2 separate regions of the Macaca mulatta genome follow, and region 2 is linked to region 1. The links are chromatin contacts, called in public Hi-C maps. All regions are on one chromosome and are shown on one strand. The core of a region is the stretch at or near the end of the contact, and the rest is flanking DNA. Distances in the headings are between cores, read along the strand shown. Region 1 holds the start of TDRD7 (tudor domain containing 7). Region 2 has its middle 24 kb from the start of SLC25A51.

Region 1 (7,186 bases), core at 3,277-5,776:
CCTTTGGTCATGGATCTATTTTTCCTGACCTTATGTAAGCAAAAAGTACTCATGTGGTTGAGTTCCATCTGTATACATAATTTTGAACATGCTGTAGTTTAGCTTCAAATAGGGGTATTGTTAAAATTATTTGCAATCAAATAACTCAGCAACCAAAGATGAATAAAATGTAAACTCTTTTCAAGTTGTTCACAAGGGAGATGAGATATAAAACCACTTGCTATGTTCTCTCTGCTACAAATATATTCAAGGAACAAAGCATTCTAGAAGCTCAGCTAAAGGAGCAATGATTGTCAGGTGGGGGATTCGAGGAAGGCTTCCTGAGAGAGGAACTACTCCAGACATTGAATAATGTTATTACCAAGTCCCTGCTGTTCATTTGATAGATCATAAACTGATAGAAATGAAAGTTTTGTTTCGGTTTTCGTTTTCTTTTTGGAGTCAATATAGAAAAGAAAGGAAGTGAGATGATAGCACATAGAGGTCTATCAAGTTGTCACTCTAAATTTTACAAGTGACAAAGCTGCCTATGATGGCTGTAAAGTCTGAGAGGCTCTTAGAGAAAGGATGAGGAATGTATTCTTCTTGGGCTGTATTGCAAAGACTAAAAGAACTATCAGGTAAGAAAAAAACAAAATGAACTACAGACATGTTCCTGGACCATGCTTGCTATCTCACCTTCATTCTAAATGGTGCTTGCTGATGAGAGATGAAACAGAGAAAGGACAGAGATTCAACTCAACCAATAGTATTGGTCCTGCCTATTTTGTACAGGTATTTTGGTGTTTGCATCCAATGTGACACTCTCCAAACGTACAGGCTCCCCAGGTGTGGACAAAATGCATGAAGGGCTTTGGATGGAGGTTTCACACTGGAAATATGTCCATCTTTCTCTGCCAAGGATAAGCTGCCAACAAAGCTATCGTCCTTCTCCATAGTTGGGCCTTGATTTGCACTCCCTTTCCATGATAACTTCTCTCTTGTCTCTGGATAGGCACAATGACCTGCCAGGCTTCTGCTTAGTGGCCAGCTTTTACTAATTCCTCCTCCCATCTACCTTTCCTACCCTAAAAGCCACCTTAAGCAGAGTACCAAGGACCTCTCTACAGCCCTTGAGGATGGGAAATTATGCCTGCCTCTCTTAAAAGAGATCTAGATGCTCCTGGCCACTGCCCCTGTTGTCCAAAGATATGCTTGGGCTTTTGCAGAGGAAGAATGCCTTCCACTTGAGTCCTGTTCATTTCAAAAACTCTGCTATTTGGGCCCAGGATATACAATTTCCTCTAAGGAAATTTTTAACAGGGGTTCACAGTGGAGTTTTAAGGACTCCAAATCCTCTCTGACAGCATACATCAAAATTTGCTTTCATCTATTCTGACTTCCCTACAAAAGGGTAAGAACCATTGTGCCTACAGAGTAACCAGTCTGTGCCATCTCTGATATCTCTTAATTCTCCTGAAATACAATTATATCCAGGGTATGGGGTGAATTCTTGAACTCCCTGGGCCTTGGGCCACTTCACTAAGACAAAAAAACCACAACGTCCTAACCTGCCCTTGCTCTGGCAGATACCCAGGCACTTCTGAGAACCTCCTGATGTCTTGGACAAAAAACCTACCTGCAGAACAGACACTTTACCCAAGAACACATATGAAGGGCCAATAAACACATGAAGAGATGCTCAACATCATTAGTTCTGGGGAAATGCAAATTGAAAGCTCAGTGTGCTGTCCATATACATCCACTGGAATGGCTAAAATTAGAAAGACAGGAAATACCAAGTATTGGAGAAGATTTAGAGCAACTGGAAGTCTTATACATTACCAAGGAGGGAGTAAAAGTGGGAGTACAAAATGGTGCAGCCACATTAGAAAACAGTTTGACAGTTTCTTAAAAAGTTAAGCGTATACCTATCCCACAACCAGATGTTCTATTCTTAAGTCTTTATGCCAAAAAACCACATCACCACACAAAGACCTGCATATGGTTGTTATTACAGCTTTATTTATAATAGCCCAAACTGGAAACAACACAAATGTGCATGAAATGTGAATGAATAAACAAATTGTGATAGAGCCATGCAATGGCTTACTATTCAGCACTAAAAAGGAACCAACTACCGCTATGTGCAACAACATGGATAACTTTCAAAAGTGTTACACTAAGTGATGAAGTCAGACACAAAAGATTACATCCTGCATGATTCCATTTATATGATATGCTAGAAAAGGCAAACCTATGATGACAAAACTCAGATTAGTAGCTGCTAGGGGATAAAGGTAGGGGGAGAGAATTAACTGTAAAGGGGCACAGGAGAAATTTTGGAATTATGAACTAATCCCATATATTGATTGTGGTGGTAGATACACAATTAAAGACATTGGTCAAAACTCATCAAACTGTACATTTAAATAGGTATTATATGTCAACTATCAATAAAGCTGGTTTAAAAAAAAACTACCTGCAGAGCTTCATTTTTCTATACATATAGGACAGTCTAAACACGGAACATCTTTGCAAGGATAAAGGATCTCAAACTTGGGTTCAACTACATTATTTTATGATTTATTCTACATATTAGACTCCGAAATTGTTTTTTTAAATTTCCTGCTACTACCAGCACTCTTTCCTTTGGCAGCTGCTTTTTATATCTTTCTCTTCTAAAATGTGGAGCCACAGGATGTTGTGAGCACTGCAGAGACCAAATTGGGGTGGCTGTCTTTTAGGTCTGTCTTGGCCCATTCCTGCTGCTATAACAAAATATCTTAGACTGGATAATTTATAAATAATAGAAATTTATTTCTTACAGTTCTGGAGGCTTGGAAGTCTAATATCAAGGTGCCAGCAGATTTGGCATCTTGTGAGGACTTGTTCTCCTCCTCAAAGATGGCATCTTCTTGCTGAATCCTCATACAGTGGAAGGGGCAGAAGGCTCCCTTAAACCCCAAGGGCACTAATTCTATTCACAAGAACGAAGCCATCATGACTTGTCAAAGGTCCACCTCTCAACACCGCAGGAATGGGGATTAGGTTTCAACATGAATTTTGTTGGGACACAAACATTCAGACCATAGCAAAGTCTATTAAAAATCCACTGCAATGTTTGGAGTAGACTGGAGGGGACAGAACAGAGAAAGACATCTGAAATAGACTGAAATAGAGCAGAGGAGATGCAGAGAAATTCCAGAGAGAGACATTTAGGCAAACAGTCAGGGACCAGATCTGGAATACAAAAGAGAACAGTGTTCAAAGAAGAACCCTGTTCAAAAACCTTGAACAATTCCCCACTGCCTTTGGGGAAACATCCAAGTGTCTGAGCACTGGATATCAGGTTTTCCAGATTTACTTCCAATTTATCTTTTTATTGCCTACTGCATCTTTTCACTGAATCAAAAGCTCTATAAGCACAGGCTTATCCACGAAAATTTGTTATTTAACAGCAGTTGTTCAATATGTATTAGTTGATTGTCCATTCACCTTCTGATGGATGTTTGTGTTTTTTCCATTTGGGGCTATGGCCAACAAAACTACCACAAGCATTCTTGTACAGGTTTTTGTGTGGACATATGCTTTCATTTCTCCCGGGTAAATACCCAGGAATGGAATTGCTGGGTTGTGTGGTAGGTCTGGTACATCCCTACAATACCCGTCAGCAATAGAAAGACATGAACTATTGATACATGTAACAACATGGGTGAACATAATTTATTAAAAGAAGTCAGGTAGCCCCCCAAAAGGATAGTACATACGATTCCATATATAAAAGTTGTATATATAACTCTAGAAAAAGCAAGCTAATCTATAGCAACAGAAAGCAGGTGAGCAGTTGAGGGGGCAAGGGACAGGGAGGGACAAGATATAAGAATTACGAAGGATCACAGTAAAACTTTTTTGGGTGATGGATATGTTCATGATTTTGATTGCAGTGATGGTCTCACAGTGATATATATATATAAATTTATCAAACTGTACATTTTAAACGTTCAGTTTATTGTATGTCTTATACAATGCAGTCAAGCTGTAATAAAATACCGGTTGAATAAACAGCAAGTTCCCAGTAAATGCATATCCGATGGTGCAGAGAAGCGTTCAGTGTTGGCTGAAGGAATGCAAAGCAGGTGCCCAATAAGGGTTGGTGGAGTTAATGTGCAGAAGAAATAGGTATTCACTTATTAGGTGTTCAATAACTTTAGAATGAATGAATAAATTTGACAGATATTTATCGCTGATCGTGTGCTAGGCACTATTCTACTCTGGGAATAGGTTAAGGAACCAAACAAAAATCCTTGTGCTCACAGACCTTTAATTTTAGGAGGACAGCAGACAATAAAAGCCTAAGTAAAATACATATAGTGTGCTAGATAGGTGCTAAGGAGAAATAAGGCTGAGAATGGGGATAGGGAAAGTCAAGGAAGGAGGTTGACATGTTAAGAGACTGTGCCCACCGTCATTGAAAGGGTGATGCTTGAGAAAGGCCTGAAGGATATGGGCGGACAGAGTGTGTGTCTAGGGCAATAAAAAGTAACTGCTCCAGATGTGGAAGAAAATAATGTGCAGGAGTTGAACTGTTTGGAAGGAGGGTGAGCCCCTTAGGAGGAGCCGCCCACACCCCCTGCTGGGTCCCGGCTCGCTCGGCCAGCGCGTACCTGCGTTGTCCACCAGGAGGCGCTTCCGCACCCGCCCCGCAGGCGTCTTCCGCCGCCGGCCGGTGCGTGGGCACGCGCAGAAACCGCTAGGCGGCGTCGGTTTCCTTTCCCACGCGCGGACGCCGGCGTGGGCCGACGCGACCGAGGCGTCCGCGCGTGCGCAGAGCCGAGGCCAGGCTGCCCTCGAAGCGGGGCGGGGCGAAGCGGGGCGGGGCCGAGCAGGGCGGGGCGGGGGCTTGAGGTGATTCCCGAGCCGCGGGGCGGCTCCAGCGGTGCGGGGAAACCGAAAGTGGGCGGCGGCCGCGGCGGGGCCCTTGGCGGAGACGGCGGCGGGAGCTGGGCCCAGAGGCGCGGGGACGGGCCGTGGGCCCCCGGAACGAGGTGAGCGCAGGTCCTGCGGGTTCCGGGCGCGACAGGTGCCGGGCGACGTCGGACGGGATTTCGGGCGGGCGCGGCGCACCTGGGTCACCGGTGGGACCGCGGCCGGGGCCGGAGGCTCCAACAGGCTCGGGGCCTCTTCCCTGCAGCCGCAGGGGATTGCCCCGGCCACTACGCCTGGGAACCGGGCTGGGCGCCGGGGGAGTTGCAGTTCCAGAGCGTTGTGTTTTAAATCTCTGAAGGGACCCCGCTCCGGGCTGGGCCGGGCGTTCACGCGGGAGTCGGACGGAGCCCCCTGCTGCCTCTAAAGCTCTGTGCCGTGGGGGAAATGCAGCAGCGGGGTGTGGACGCAGGCGGGAGATGCGGACCAGGAAGTGGTTCCCGCTACCGGAGCGACAGGCCGCAGCCGCCGCCCCCAGCGACGGATGTCCGCGCTCCGCTATTTAAACCCAAGTATTTTACACCGCGAACTTCTCTTAAAGGTCTCTATAATCTGGAGACGAGCCCCAGGCAGGCCGCTCAAGTCATGCAGGGCGCACATCCCCATTTCTCTCAAACCAGGAGCACCCAGTGGGTGCAGAGCACCCAGCTGGGAGGGAAACATGGATCCGTGAATAAGTTGTCTCAACTTTCAGCAGCATCCCCCAGCAGGGTCACACTCTCAGCCTCAGCTTGCTAGGAGGGAGCTTGGAAGCAGCACATCTTTCTGCTGCCATTCACTTGAGAGGTATAATATATTTCCATTAATAGCTAAAGGTACCATTCTCAAATAATTTCTAAGAGCAGGGAAGGGAAAAAAACATATTAGGACAAGTCCTGGCTCAAAAGATTTCTGATAACCGCCCAACCAAACCAAACCAAAAAACCACAGATCCAGTTCATGGACCCTCCTGCCAACACCTCTCTGCTCTCCAATCGTGCAGGTGAAAAAAAAAGGAGAGAAATGTTCTCTCTAGGGAGAAATGCAACAGCTTAGTAGGAGAAGTAAAACTTAGACCCAAATCCCTATCTCTTCCTGGGCTGCCTTGATGTGTGTGAGTGTGTTGCATACTGCAAATAATGTGAACTTTGTAGACCTGGATTGAAATCTGGGCTTCTCATTTTACAAATTGTGTGATCTTGAACAAATTACATGCTTTCTCTGAGCCTGGTTTTCTGTGTATCAAATAGAAATATTTGGCTTACTTTGCAAGGCTTTTTCAAGATAACCACTGTATATCCTTTGCCTCATAATAATTGCCAAGCAGTATTCACACTCTTCCTCCCAACAAACTGTCCATGTTTTACATAATTGGATTTTAGTTTTTTGAGGGCAGGGACACAAAGATCTTTATGTTTCCTGTATAATATAAATTGGCACATGGTGGATATTTTTGCATTTCCAGTCAGCTGACATTCATTGAGCATCAGTGCAAAGTACTGTTCTGGGGTATAGGGAATTGCCCCTGAGGCCAGCTGGATTAGAACTCACATCTCCTGTGCCCCAATCCAGGGCCCTTTGGTGGCACACAGCCTCCCTCTTTGGTTACACGGTGAGACTGTGAGGCAGCAGTTGGCAGTGCCTTCAGATTTCAGTCTCTGTAGATTGAAAATGAAATGTAATCCCCTGCTAATGCCCTTTTAAGTGTACAGGTTGAACATGGCTGAATGAACTATTGTATTTTGCATCAACAGATTTTAAACTCCTTGAAGAACCTCTCCTTTAAGTCTGTGCAATATAATCTAGTTGGATGCTTAATGTGAATATAAAGAAAAAATACCTTATAATCCAACTCTGAGTGCCTAATTTGTGTTTGTCAAGTGCTGTTTTCAAGAATTGAGATTTGACATAGAGTGCTTTGCATCTGGACACTGTCAGAGAATTTCCTTGGTGAAATTTTATATTTATGTGAACTGTTGTTTCTTTGTGCCAAACCTGCTTTTTCCTCCCTCCACTCCCACCTCTGTACTTTTGAAAGCTTCATTCTTGTCATTATTTCCATGTAAGCCAAATATGTTTACAGTTTTGTCTTTCAAACTAAAAGTAATTAATTTTGCAGTTTTTAGTTGAAGACGTATATATGCCAATTAGAACTTGATCAGTGCAAGCTACCCAGTGTGACTTCAAAGTAAGCTTGACATTTTAGCCTGTGCAGATTTGTCATGAGTAAGCAAACTCGGTT
Region 2 (7,186 bases), core at 3,512-6,011, 690 kb before region 1:
GCCCAGGCTGGAGTGCAGTGGCAAAATCTCTGCCCACTGCAACCTCCACCTCCTGGGTTCGAGCACTTCTCCTGCCTGAGTCTCCCAGGTAGCTGGGACTACAGGCACCTGCAACCACGCCTGGCTAATTTTTGTATTTTTAGTAGGGGGGGGGGTTTCACCACATTGGCCAGGCTGGTCTCGAACTCCTGACCTCAAGTGATCCACCCGCCTCGGCCTCCCAAAATGCTGGGATTACAGATGTGAGCCACCATGCCCGGCCCGTTTGTTTATTTTGAGACAGGGCCTCCTGTGTTGCCCAGGCTGAAGTGCAGTGGCAAGATCTCAGTTCACTGCAGTCTCCACCTCATGGGCTCAAGTGATCTTCCCACCTTAGCCTCCCAAGAGGCTGGGACTACAGGTGTGCAGTACGACACCTGGCTAATTTTTGTATTTTTTTTGTAGAGATGGGTTTTCTCCATGTTGCCCAGGCTGGTCTTGAACTCCTGAACTCAAGTGCTCCTCCCTCCTTGGCCTCCTAAAGTACTTGGATTACAGACACGAGTCACCATACCAGGCCTGAACTTCAGTTTCTCATCTGCATAGCAGGGCTCCCATTGTGGGAGACCAATGCAAGCACAATGTGAGGCACACATAGAGTAAACCCGCCACAGATAGGATCTTTTATCACTGTTACTTCAGCTAACAAATACTTATTGAGCACCTACTGTATGCCAGAAACTGTCCTAGATCCCTGCTTGTGTGGAGTCTGCATTCTGGTTCCGTTCTAGTGGGTGGAGACAGGCAATAGATAATGAATACAATACCTGTTTAATATTTAAAGAATAAAGCTGCTGCACAGATTTAACATTTAAACAATAAAGACAATAGATTTAATATTGACATAATAAACGTAATTATTTAAATAGTAAACACAACAAATGCTTTTTTTTTTTTTTTTTTTTCTGTTGCTGAGGCTGGGGTGCAGTGGTGCCATGTCGGCTTACTGCAATCTCTGCCTCCCAGGTTTAAGCAATTCTTCTGCCTCAGCCTCCCAAGTAGCTGGGATTACAGGTGCATGCCACCACGCCTGGCTATTTTTTTTTTTTTGAGACGGAGTTTTGCTCTTATTGCCCGGGTTGGAGTGCAATGGCCCCATCTCGACTTACCACAACCTCCATCTCCCAGGTTCAAGCAATGCTCCTGCCTCAGCCTCCCAAGTAGCTGGGATTACAGGCATCTGCCACCACGCCTGGCTAATTTTTCTATTTTTAGTAGAAATGGGGTTTCGCCATGTTGGCCAGGCTGGTCTCAAACTCCTGACCTCATGTGATCCACCCGCCTCGGCCTCCCAAAGTGTTGGGATTACAGGTATGAGCCACCGCTCCTGGCCAACAGATGCTTATTATTTAGATAATAATTATAGTGTGTTAGAATTAATGTAAATAACAGAGAAAGATGGAATGTTAGAGGATGCTGAGTGAGGGGATGGAGGGAACTCTGTGAGCACTGCTCTGGGACGTCCAGCTGGAGAGGAAGAGGATCTTAAGAGCTGTGGTCCTAACTTCAGGAGATGTCCAGTGGGGCTGGAGCATTTTTTATTTATAAAATAGACTCCACTTCTCACCTCCCACAGGAAGCCTTTCTGGCGCCCTAGTCCCTCTTTGCTTTGAAATCCTGTGGCTACACTGGCCTCTGCCATCACACCTTGTTCTCATCCTAGCTGACCTCTGAAGGTTGACAACGCTAAGCCTTGCTAAGGGCAGTCATTCAACACTGTGTGTAATCTTTGCAGCAACCCCGTGAGGCTGCTGGTTTTGTGTTACTTTGCAGCAGAGGAAGTGGAAGCTTTTGCAGTTTACCCAGGTTGCACAGCTGGAAAGGGATAGAATTAGACTGGGTTCCCCCTGGGTGATGGCTGTTTCTCTGCTTACCCACGTCCTGGACCTGAGGAGGGCAGGGGTCCTTCTGAGCTTCTCTGGGTTTCCCCAGCCCCAGCTCCAGCCCCAGACCCTGGTTCTCTCACAGGGGCAGAGGGAGGGTCTACTGAATGGGAGGTAAGGGACTTGCCCCTGGGGTAACAGGACAACTGTTCCAGCTTGCTGGGACCATCCTGGTGTTAGCCCTCAGAGTCCTGTACCCTGAAAAGCTTCTCTTAGAGGGACAACTACTCACCCTACATGCAGAGCCCCGTCTCCTGTCCAACCCCATGGGTAGCCTGAACTCATGCTGTCCCTGATGAAAAACTACTTATAGTGTGCCTCATGTTTTAGGCAAGGTCCAAGTTGCTAAAAGTCTTTTTTTTTTTTTTTTTTTTTTTTTTTTTGAGACGGAGTCTCGGTCTGTCGCCCAGGCTGGAGTGCAGTGGCCGGATCTCAGCTCACTGTAAGCTCCGCCTCCCGGGTTCACACCATTCTCCTGCCTCAGCCTCCCGAGTAGCTGGGACTACAGGTGCCCGCCGCCTCGCCCAGCTAGTTTTTTGTATTTTTTAGTAGAGACGGGGTTTCACTGGGTTAGCCAGGATGGTCTCGATCTCCTGACCTCGTGATCCGCCGGTCTCGGCCTCCCAAAGTGCTGGGATTACAGGCTTGAGCCACCGCGCCCGACCGCTAAAAGTCTCTAAAGGTAACAGAACAGCTTTTCTGTGGGGGCACTCCCGGACATAGCAGCAGAAGAGGAACTGATGCATCTCTGGAGGACGGGAAGTCTTGAACATGTACCTAGCCTTTGACCTCATAATGCCCCATCTATGAATTTCTCCTTACAAAAACCCAGAAACAAAGATTTCTGAACAATTCCCTGCAGAGCTGGTTATACAAAAATTGGAATAAGTTAAATTAAGGTAGAGGCCGGGTGCGGTGGCTCACGCCTGTAATCCCAGCATTTTGGGAGGCCGAGGCCGGTGGATCATTTGAGGTCAGGAGTTCCAGACCAGCCTGGCCAACATGGTGAAATCCCATCTCTACTAAAAATACAAAAATTAGCTGGGCATGGTGGTGGGCGCTGGTAATCCCAGCTACTTGGGAAGCTGGGACAGGAGAATCACTTGAACCCAGGAGGCAGAGGTTGCAGTGAGCTGAGATCATGCCATTGCACTCCGGCCTGGGCAATAAGAGTGAAACTTTCTAAAAAAAAAAAAAAAAAAAAAAAAAAAAAAAAAAAATTAAGGTAGAAAATACCATACAGCTATAAAAAAAAGATCATATTGTAGGAGATTTAATAACAGAAAAAAAAAGGGACATGATACTATGTTAAGCGGAAGATGGAGGCTATAGAACTATGTAAACATGGCTTGAGCCCGCTTTTATTTAAAATAATTATATACGTGCATAGAAAAAAAGACTGAGGCGATACTTCAGAACGTGAATGTACTGTTCTTTGAGTTTCGGGTAATTTTTATTTTCTTCTTTATATTTTCCTGAAATACAAATTTCCATTACTAATACTTTTTTTTTTTTTTTTTTGAGACAGAGTCTTGCTCTGTCACCCAGGCTGGAGTGCAGTGGCCTAATCTTGGCTCCTCTGCCTCCCGGGTTCAAGCGATTCTCCTACCTCAGGCTCCCAAGTAACTGGGACTACAGGTGCCTGTCACCACACCCAGCTGATTTTTGTACTTTTAGTAGAGATGGGGTTTTGCCATGTTGGCCAGGCTGGTCTTGAACTCCTGGCCTTAAGTGATCCGCCTGCCTCAGCCTCCCAAAGAGTTGGGATTACAGGTATGAGCCACCGTGCCCGGCCACAAGCACAAACTGTATTTTTTCTTTTTTTTGAGATGGAGTCTTGCTCTGTTGCCCAGGCTGGAGTGCAGTGGTGCAATCTTGGCTCACTGCAACCTCTGCCTCCTGGGGTCAAGCGATTCTCTGGCCTCAGCTTCCTGAGTAGCTGGGATTATGGGCACCAGCCACCATGGCCAGCTAATTTTTGTAATTTTAGTAGAGACAGGGTTTTGCCATGTTGGCCAGGCTGGTCTCGAACTCCTGACCTCAAGTGATCCACCTGCCTTGGCCTCCCAAAGTGCTGGGATTACATGTGTGAACCACTGTGCCAGACCACAAAGTACATGTTAATTTTATAATTGGAAGTCAGTAACTTTGAAATAATATTGCATAAAATTGTTCTGTACTGAGCCTTTCTGATTTGGCCTGACCTCCCTTCCCAGTGGGCATGAATGGACGCGGCTTTAGAGTAGACTGTAGTGGGAAAAGCCCGGATCGGGAGTCAGAGGGAGCCTCCCAGCTCTTGCTGAAGTTGTTTCCTCTGCCTAGGATGTCCCTGCTTCCTGCAGGTGAGGAGGCCTTGCTCAGATGCCACTTCTACTGTCCCTTCTGCTGGAGCACCCATCATTCATCACTCTGCACTGCCTGCCATTTATCTGTTTACATGCCTGCTTCTTCCTTCTCTGGGCCTCAGTTTCTCCTTCTGTAACCAACATGGTGACTTGGAGGCGGCATTTCCACTCCCTGGGACTTGCTGCAATACTAAAGAAAACCACACGAGGGCACTAGAGCCACACTGGTGACTTCCTGCCATCCTGGTATGATCAGGCTTTGGAAACTGTCTCCCAAGCCAGAGATGACACCAGTCACTACAGGCCTGGGATGCTGCCACCCGGGGAGCCAATGAGGAAAGAAATGGCTCATTAACTCTGTCTGAGAAGAATCCCCCAGCCTTACCCTAGTCTTCTCAGAGCTGCACTGGCTGAGATGACCCTTGGAGCTGGTCGCTCTCAAGCACCCCAAGGCATATGGAGAGGGACTTGCTGTGTGGCCTTGAGCGTGCCTCTGTCCCTGTCTAGGCCTCTATTTCTGGCCCACCCTGCTGGCTCTCTGTGCAGGGATGAAGGCATCTGACGGCCCACCGCTTCCTGTGGACTCTGATGAGGAAGGGGTTTCCTGTGCTCAGTCTCCTGCTCCTGGTCACCAGCTTGTCCCGTCTGTTTCATGCTCAACGTGTGTTAAATTGAACTGAAAGAGAAATACCCATCACCACCACCACCCACCACCACGCATAACACAGTCTAGAGGTGACCTTTCCTCCCTCCCTTCAGGAAATTCCTGGTGGCCGAGCACTGGCACTGCCTGTGACCGCTTGGTCCTGACCAAGCTCATGAATGTTTTCTGTCACCAGGACCATGTGCCAGGGCTTTGCCCTCCCCGAGCACAGGTGTTCCCCAGGCATGTGTGTGTGCGTGCATATGTTGGGACATGGGGGTGTTGGTGTCAATGTTCTGAGGGAGTCTCACAGTCAGAGGTGTGGATTCGGGGACACTGGGATGTGTTGGGGAGGTGGGGGAGAGAGGGAGAAGAGGTGAACCAAAGCCCAAGAGTCCTGGGGAGTTGGGGAGGAAGGGGGGCAGCAGGGGAGACAGACAGTCACATTCTTGAAAAGGAGAAGGAAAGGAAGGAGGAGAGTGGCAGGTAAGTTCCTGTGGGGACGGCGGGGGCGGGGCGGGGAATCACTCCAGAGCAGGTCCCCAACATGCTGGGGAAGGCTGTGCCCCCTCAGGTGTAGGTGAGGAGGGGCTTGGGCGCAGACCTTCCCGGTGGACCTGGGCTGCCTAATGCTGTCATCATGGTGGCATCATGGCGATGGTGGCAGGCAAACAATGGCAGACTTTGTGCCAAGACTCATGTCCTGCCCTTCTCTCCTTAAGAATTCGGCTCCTCTAGGAAACAGGTGGCCAGCATCTCCCCGTCTTTAGGGAGATCCTCCCTGCCCTGCCCTGTTCATTTGCCTCTGCGGGATGAGGCCTCTGGAGTCCCAGGAGTCTGGCCACCTCCCCTCAAGGCCGGCTGCGCCACATCAGGCTCTGATGCACTCACCCTGATGATTCTACCACCCTGTTACCTCTGCACAGACCATGCACCCCACCAGGTTCCCTGCTGAACTCCTACCATCTCCCAAGGCCCAACTTTTCCCCGACTGCTGCAGACAGATTGAAGCCTCTCTCATCTGGGATCCCACAGCTCCTTGGGCTGTTTTTACACACTGGAAACTTCTTGAGAGCAGGGGCTGAGTCCCATTCACCCCTATATCCACTAGACCTGAGGACCAGTAGGTACTCAAGGAATGTCTGCTGAACAAATTCATTTATTTCCATTGAGCTCATCAGGCCTCTTTCTTCCTCATAATTAGGAAGCAGAAAGGTTGCTTTTACCTTTAACCATCCACCTTTGGAAGCTGATGGCAAGAGCTCAGCTAGATTCCTGGGGCACATGGCTGCATTAAAAACAAACAAACAAACAAAAATCATGCATGCCTAAGGAGGTGCATTTAAATGACATTGTGTGGCCAGGCAAACACCTGTAATCCCAGCACTTTGGGAGGCCAAGGTGGGAGGATCCCTTAAGCCCAGGAGTTTGAGACCAGTAGGCTGGTCAACATGGCACAACCCCACCTCTAATAAAAATGGAAAAATTAGCTGGGCGTGGTGGTGCATGCCTGTAGTCTCAGCTATGTGGGAGGTTGAGGTAGGAGGATCACTAGAACCTGGAAGGCAAAAGTTGCAGTGAGTGGAGATTGTGCCACTGCATCCCAGCCTGGGAAACATAGCAAGACCCTATCTCAAAGAGAGAGAAAAAAAAAGACCAATGGTAAACAAGACACTTGTAGTATATTAAGAGCTTCACATTAAATATTCATCATTATACAGTGTGTCACATAGAATTGGAATGTTACAAGAGACTTCAGAAGTAGGTGGCTGGTTTGAGCCTCCTGGCGGGGACGCAAACAGCCCTAAGGAGGGAGGTGGAAAGGCTGAGGGGCACCTGTGTCCTGAGGGCGCCTGTGAACAGGTCCCTGTGGGGTTCTGGGAGGTGCGCCCACATCTAAGACTGTGGGCCCTGCACTCCCTCCGGACAGCTTGCCGAATTTGGTCTTTGCTGTTCACCAATTCCAGAAGGGTGGAGAGAGAGTTGGCTGGACAGCTGCCTGATTCAGCCAGGACCCTTCACAGGTGTCTGTGAGCCAACACCAAATGCCAGCCTACTCTGCTGGCAGGGCTTCTACCTGCACTGTCCCGAGGGCTGCAAGAGCAAATGGTGACCCTGGCTGCTGGTCCTTGCCAGGCCCTTGGTCAATGACATCACCACTTCTGAGAGAGCGTCTGGGGAGCTACTGGAACTTCATGTTCAAAATCTTACAAAGGGGGCCGCTGGTTCTGGAAATGGGCAGAGCGAGCCTGCGGGCTCCACCCTGTGGACTGGAC

What was found. Hi-C and Micro-C count contacts between places; a contact is called where the count stands out from the background.
Region 2: a Hi-C map of fetal cortical plate shows a contact between it and region 1, with 2.2 times the contacts expected there. The contact joins the enhancer-like site here to the promoter of TDRD7 in region 1. A contact is called at or near these places in 2 of 14 Hi-C or Micro-C datasets (fetal cortex germinal zone and fetal cortical plate).

What each region holds. Positions count from the first base shown.
Region 1 is chr15:60,985,050-60,992,235 of T2T-MMU8v2.0, reverse strand. It overlaps TDRD7 (tudor domain containing 7), which reads left to right and starts at 4,526. Exons shown (of 17, transcript NM_001194629.1): 1 at 4,526-5,027.
Region 2 is chr15:61,679,741-61,686,926 of T2T-MMU8v2.0, reverse strand. No RefSeq gene overlaps it. Among named protein-coding and RNA genes, the nearest start is that of SLC25A51, 24 kb to the left of the region's middle. Within about 2 kb of position 4,761, at least 6 of the 40 cell types and tissues checked have an H3K27ac peak or open chromatin away from gene starts, as enhancers often do. A contact at or near this core is called in fetal cortical plate, where this site is marked.